Regions from separate parts of the Sus scrofa genome. Here region 2 is linked to region 1. Evidence: chromatin contacts called from public HiChIP or PLAC-seq data. All regions are on one chromosome and are shown on one strand. The core of a region is the stretch at or near the end of the contact, and the rest is flanking DNA. Distances in the headings are between cores, read along the strand shown.

Region 1 (2,937 bases), core at 186-2,685:
GCAGGGGTAGCAGTTCAAAAGCTCTGTTCCTGACCTGAGGCCAACCTTGGGGCCTCGGGAGTTCCCCCTGGCCCGGCCTGTGGTGGGGATGGGCCCTGGGGATGTCACCTGAACCCTGGAGCCCGGCTGCTATCAGGGCTAAGACATAGCTTTCATGGACAGGCCATGTGTTTGACACTATTTACCGCATCCACTAGCCAGATGGTCTAAACAACCCGTCAGTTGTACGGGTATGTAAATATTTTCCGTCATTATCATGGTGCTGCCGTGTTGACATTAACAAGAAGGAAGAATTACGCTTGATGCAGTCAAGTGCCAGACAGGCTGCAGGAGGGCGCGACATTGGGGGCAAGCTTGGTTTCTTCTTCTTCTTTTTTTTTTTTTTGTCTTTTTGCCTTTTCTAAGGCCACTCCCGTGGCATATGGAAGGTTCCCAGGCTAGGGGTCTAATTGGAGCTGTAGCTGCTGGCCTACGCCAGAGCCACAGCAACACGGGATCCGAGCCGCGTCTGCGACCTACACCACAGCTCACAGCAATGCCAGATCCTTAACCCACAGAACAAGGCCAGGGATCAAACCCGCAACCTCATGGTTCCTAGTCAGATTTGTCAACCATGCACCACACGGGAACCCCAAGCTTGGTTTCTTCTTGCTGCCTCTTTCTCAGACACCGGGACCCTCATCCAGAGACCCTGGGGAGCCTTCCTCTCAGAGCTCTCAGCCAAGACAAAGTTTGTTATTATTTTATTTTATTTTTTGTTTTTTTTAGGGCCGCATGCTCAGCACATGGAAGTTTCCAGGCTAAGGGTCGAATTGGAGCTGCAGCCTACACCACATCCACAGCAACGCCAGATCTGAGCCGTGTCTGTGACCTACACTGCAGCTCACGGCAACACCAGATCCTTAATCCACTGAGTGGGGCCAGGGATCGAATCCACATCCTCATGGATATTAGGTTCATTTCCACTGAGCTACAATGGGAATTCCTCAGCAAGACAAAGTTTGATTCTCATTATGTATAGTATGTTTTTCACTGTTAGCAGAGCTCTGTGGCCAGCATATTTCCCTCTATGCTTTGCCTACCAGGAAGCCCACAACTAAGTTTTGTTTTTTTTTTTTTAAACTCATTTGCATGCAGATTGTCTGCAATTAGGAGTCTTAGTATAGAGGATCATGTGAAGTGTTTTAGAGGCCAGGCCTGGGGATGGGGGGTGTATATCTCTCTACTGATAGAACTAACCACACAGTCCTGCTGAGTCCAGGAAAGCAAAAGTGTAATTTAGGAAGAGGAAACTGGACCCAGCCAGACTTGCAAAGGAAATGTTGCAGAATGAACACATTCAATTGAAGGACACGGAGATTAGAGTAAGAGGTTCCAAGGGAACAGAGGTGAGAATTGCAATGAGTGTGTCTGCCTTGTAAACTAGATACAGGTCATTTGGATTTTAGTCAGTGTTTTGGATTATGTTTCAGTGTTGCTCTCCCTTCTGCCAAAACTACAGTGTTGCAGAATGTTGGTGCTGACTGGAGAGGCCTCTTAGACCTCAACCTCCTTATTGTACAGATGGGGAGACTGAGGCCCAGAGAGGGGCCAGCTGGAACGCTGTCCACGCTGTACCAGGCCCTGCTCTGGACAGGACAATCAAAAGTCAAGTAACTGAGTGACGGCTTGAGTGGATCAACCAATAGCCTGGTTAGCCCATTGGCTCCTTGGAGGAATCCACCAGCCTTTCCAGCAGCTGTTTGAAACTCAGCACAGGGTGTGATTTCAGCCTTTATTCCATAGGGATTTGGGGAGTGGAAAATGAGTCTCTTCCTCAGACTTATTCGAGTACTGACTTCTCTCAGTGACTCACACATGAGCATGTAGAGGATCTTCCAAAGTCTCACATTACGGATAGACATTTCCCCTAAGCTCCTTTAAGAGCCTGATGCTTGGTCAGTTCTATCCCTGCAACAAAGCACTCCCCAGTTTAGTGGCTTAAAGCACCTTTTGTTTGTTCATGGCGTGGCAACTTGGGCAGAGCTTGGTGGGAACTTCTCTGCTCTGCTGGTGTTGGCTTGGACAGCTTGATCTGGGGTGGAAATCCATTTCCAAGATGGCCCTGCTTCCATTGCTAGCAGGTCAGTACCCGGGCTCAACCGTATCCGCTGAGGATGGGTTCTCCTCCGTGTGGCCCCTCCTCTTGGCTGGACTGGGCTTTCCACAGCTCAATGATCTCCAGGCCATTGGAGATGGCTACATGATGGCTGCTGCTGCCAGGGAGCAAAACACAGACACAGCCATGCCTTCTTGCCCTCATCCTCCATCCTTTTCTTTTTAATATGATTTTTTATTGTAATAAAACATGCGTAGTGTAAAATGTACTGCTTCAACCGTTTTTCAAACTGAAGTAGAGTTGATTTATAATATCATGTTAGTTTCAGGCATACACTTTAGCCTTTTTTCCGTGTACAGTTCAGTGGCATTAAGTACAATCACATTGTTCTGTCACCGTTACCACCATCCACAGAATTCTTCTCATCTTGCAAAGCTGAAACTTTGTCCCTATTGAGCTCTAACTCCCCATCCCCCTTCACCTAGCCCCGGGCACCCACCATTCTACTTTCCATATCTGGATTTTTTTTTTTTCTTTTTATGGCCGCACCTGCAGTGTATGGAAGTCCCCAGGCTGGGGTCGAATCAGAGCTGTAGCTGCCAGCCTACACCACAGCAAAGTGCCACCAAATCCAAGTTACGTCTCTGACCTACCCTGCAGCTTGAGGCAACGCCAGATCCTTAACCCACTGAGCGAGGCCAGGGATTGAACCTGCATCCTCATGGAGATAACATCAGGTGCTTAATCTGCTGAGCCACAATGGTAACTCCTGACCCTATGGATTTGACTCCTCTGGGTTTCTCATAGAAATGGAACCATACAGCATTCGTCCTTTTGTG
Region 2 (2,700 bases), core at 120-2,619, 97 kb after region 1:
TATTCTGTCAAAGTTCTAGAGGGCAGAAGTCCAAGATCAAGGTGTTAGCGGGCAGTGCTCCCTCTGAAAGCCTTGGGGTGGGGTGGGGCTGGGGGGGGGATCCTTCTTTCCTGTCCCACCTTCTGGTGGTGATCAGCAATCCTTGACATCCCTTGATTTAAAGCTGTTTCACTCCAGTCTCTGCCTCTGTCATCACCTGGTCACCTGCCCTCGGTGTGTGTGTGATCCATTTTCTCCTTGTATAAGAACAACAGTCATTGGATCGATATCCCACCATTAATCATGTAACGCTTTTAAGTTAAGATGACCCCCTCTCGGAGTTCTTGTTGTGACGCATCAGAAACAAATCCGACCAGTGTCCATGAGGATGCGGGTTCAATCCCTGGCCTTGCTCAGTGGGTTAAGGATCCAGCGTTGTCGTGAGCTGCAGTGTAGGTTGCAGATGAGGCTCAGATCCCACATTGCTGTGGCTGTAGTATAGGCCAGAAGCTGTAGCGCTGGTTCAACCCCTAGCCTGGGAACTTCCATGTGCTCTGGGTGCAGCCCTAAAAAGCAAAAAAAAAAAGGATGACCTCCTCTTGGGGTTCCCACTGTGGTGCAACAGGATCAGCAGTGTCTCTGCAGCACCAGGACACAGGTTCAGTCCCCAGCCTGGCACAGGCACTTAAAGGATCCTGCGTTGCCCCAGCTGTAGCATAGGTCGCAGCCATGGCTCGGATCTGATTCCTGGCCCAGGAACTCCATATGCCTTGAGGCAACCAACAAATAAAAGAAAAAAAATTTTAAATTATCTCCTCTTAACTCATTACCTCTGCACAGATCCTCTAGCCAAGTAAGGTCACAATTTGAGATTCCAGGTGGGGACATCGATTGTGGGGGGCCCTTAAACCCAGTCCATTAGGGCTTGGGCAGATAGGTAGCTCCATCCCCACTTTGCAAACTGACACTAGAGCTTTGCAAACTGACACCAGACAGAAGAAGCAATTTGTCCCGGGTGAGAGAAGGTCATGGAGCTGGCACTAGGGTCTGTTTACTTGCCTAATAACTGTTTGTCAGCACCTACTTTGTGCCAAGGTGTTTCTCTTGAGGTGCTCAATACCTCAGATGAGCAGGCCCTGGATTCTAACAAGTTGAGCTGGTCCCCGCTCTGCCATTTGACAACTGTAACCTCGGACAGGTCACGTGACCTCTCTGAGCCTCCACCTTCCTTTCTGTACGTTGGCAGTAATAGGAGCCCCAAACCTTTCTCAAGGGGTTGTTGTGGTCACTAAAAGAGAAACACCATTCCAAGCACTTAGCACAGCCACTAATAAACGAAGCTACTGTAAGAAGCAGGAGCTTGGAAAGCGTCCAGGAAACAGTCGCTGTTTTCCTTACGGAATCTGGGCCACGTTCCAGGACTCCTTTAAAGAGCGAGGAATGGCATGTCCCTGCTCTGACCTCATCTATGACCTCAACCAGGGTCTTTTTTTTTTTTTTTTTTTTTTTTTTTCCTGAAGGGGACTCAGTGGCTTTGGCCATGGAGATAGAGCATGTCTCTGTGCCCTAGGGTCGCGCCCCGAAGGTGAGGCAGTGCTGTTGGGAGTCTGTGTGTGTGTGAGAGTGTGCGCACACGTGCTGTTCAGGAAGCTGACCGAGGATGGCCTTGGCAATGCCGTCATGTCACCATGGAAACAGATGCTGGGCTTAAAAGTCACCAGCACCTTGACTGTGAGGTTTTGTGCAGAAGCAGAAACCTGAACTTTTGGACCCTGGGAAGGGCATTTGTGGCAAGGGACCCTCAGAGGTGACCCAGGCATCCTGTCTCTCAGGCGGTGCCTCGGAAGGCCCTGCCCACTCCTCATGTTTGAGCTCTCTGAAAGCTTAGTGAGTACAAGAGGTGGCATTGGTTTTTGTTTGTTTTATTTTATACCAGAGTTATTGAGATGTAAGTCCCACACCACACAGTTCACACATTTAAAGTGTACCGTTTAGTGGCTTTTAGCATATTCGCAGAGTTGTGAAACCATCACAATTTTACAGTGTTTTCATCACCCCATAGAGAAGCCACTCTGTATTTTCCCCCCAGCCCCCAGGCAACGAATCAACTACTTTCTGATTATGGATTTGCCTGTTCTGGACATTTCATATAAATGGGATCGTACAGTGTATGGCCTTTTCTGTCTGGTTTCTTTCACTCAGCATGTTTTCAAGTTTCATCCATGTTGTAGCATGTGTCAGTACTTCCTTCCTTCTTTTCTTACAGACAAATCAGATTTCATTGCATGGATATAATTTGTTTATCCATTTATCAATTCATGGACATTTGGGTTGCTTCCACCTTTCAGCTGTTGTGACTAATGTGGCTATGAATCTTGGTTACAAATACTGGTTACAAGTTTCTTTGTTGACATATGTGTTCACTTTCTTGGATGTATATGCCCAGGAGTGGAATTATTGGGTCATATGGTAACTAACTCTATGTTCAACTTTTTGAAGAACAGTCAAACCGTTTTCCCTAGCAGCTGCACCATTTTTGCACCATTTTACATTCCCACCAGTAAAGTATAAGCATGACCATTTCTCCACATCCTCACCACCACTTATTGTCCGGCTTTTTAGCCATCCCAGTGGGTGTGAAGTGGTATGTCATTGTAGTTTTGATTTGCATTTCCCCAAGGTCTAGTTGTATTGAGCATCTTTTTACGTGATTATTGGTCC

The links. HiChIP or PLAC-seq counts read pairs in DNA pulled down with a chosen protein or histone mark.
Region 2: a contact with region 1 is called in an H3K27ac HiChIP or PLAC-seq map of skeletal muscle. The contact joins two enhancer-like sites. A contact is called at or near these places in 5 of 47 Hi-C or Micro-C datasets (embryonic fibroblasts, heart right ventricle, liver and 2 more) and 1 of 2 datasets of contacts at active chromatin or transcription factors (skeletal muscle).

The regions. Positions count from the first base shown.
Region 1 is chr14:29,754,541-29,757,477 of Sscrofa11.1, forward strand. The region is part of intron 1 of PITPNM2 (membrane-associated phosphatidylinositol transfer protein 2); the gene reads left to right. Among named protein-coding and RNA genes, the nearest start is that of PITPNM2, 26 kb to the left of the region's middle. Within about 2 kb of position 1,436, at least 3 of the 83 cell types and tissues checked have an H3K27ac peak or open chromatin away from gene starts, as enhancers often do. A contact at or near this core is called in skeletal muscle, where this site is marked.
Region 2 is chr14:29,851,467-29,854,166 of Sscrofa11.1, forward strand. The region is part of intron 3 of PITPNM2 (membrane-associated phosphatidylinositol transfer protein 2); the gene reads left to right. Among named protein-coding and RNA genes, the nearest start is that of ARL6IP4, 36 kb to the right of the region's middle. Within about 2 kb of position 1,370, at least 26 of the 83 cell types and tissues checked have an H3K27ac peak or open chromatin away from gene starts, as enhancers often do. A contact at or near this core is called in skeletal muscle, where this site is marked.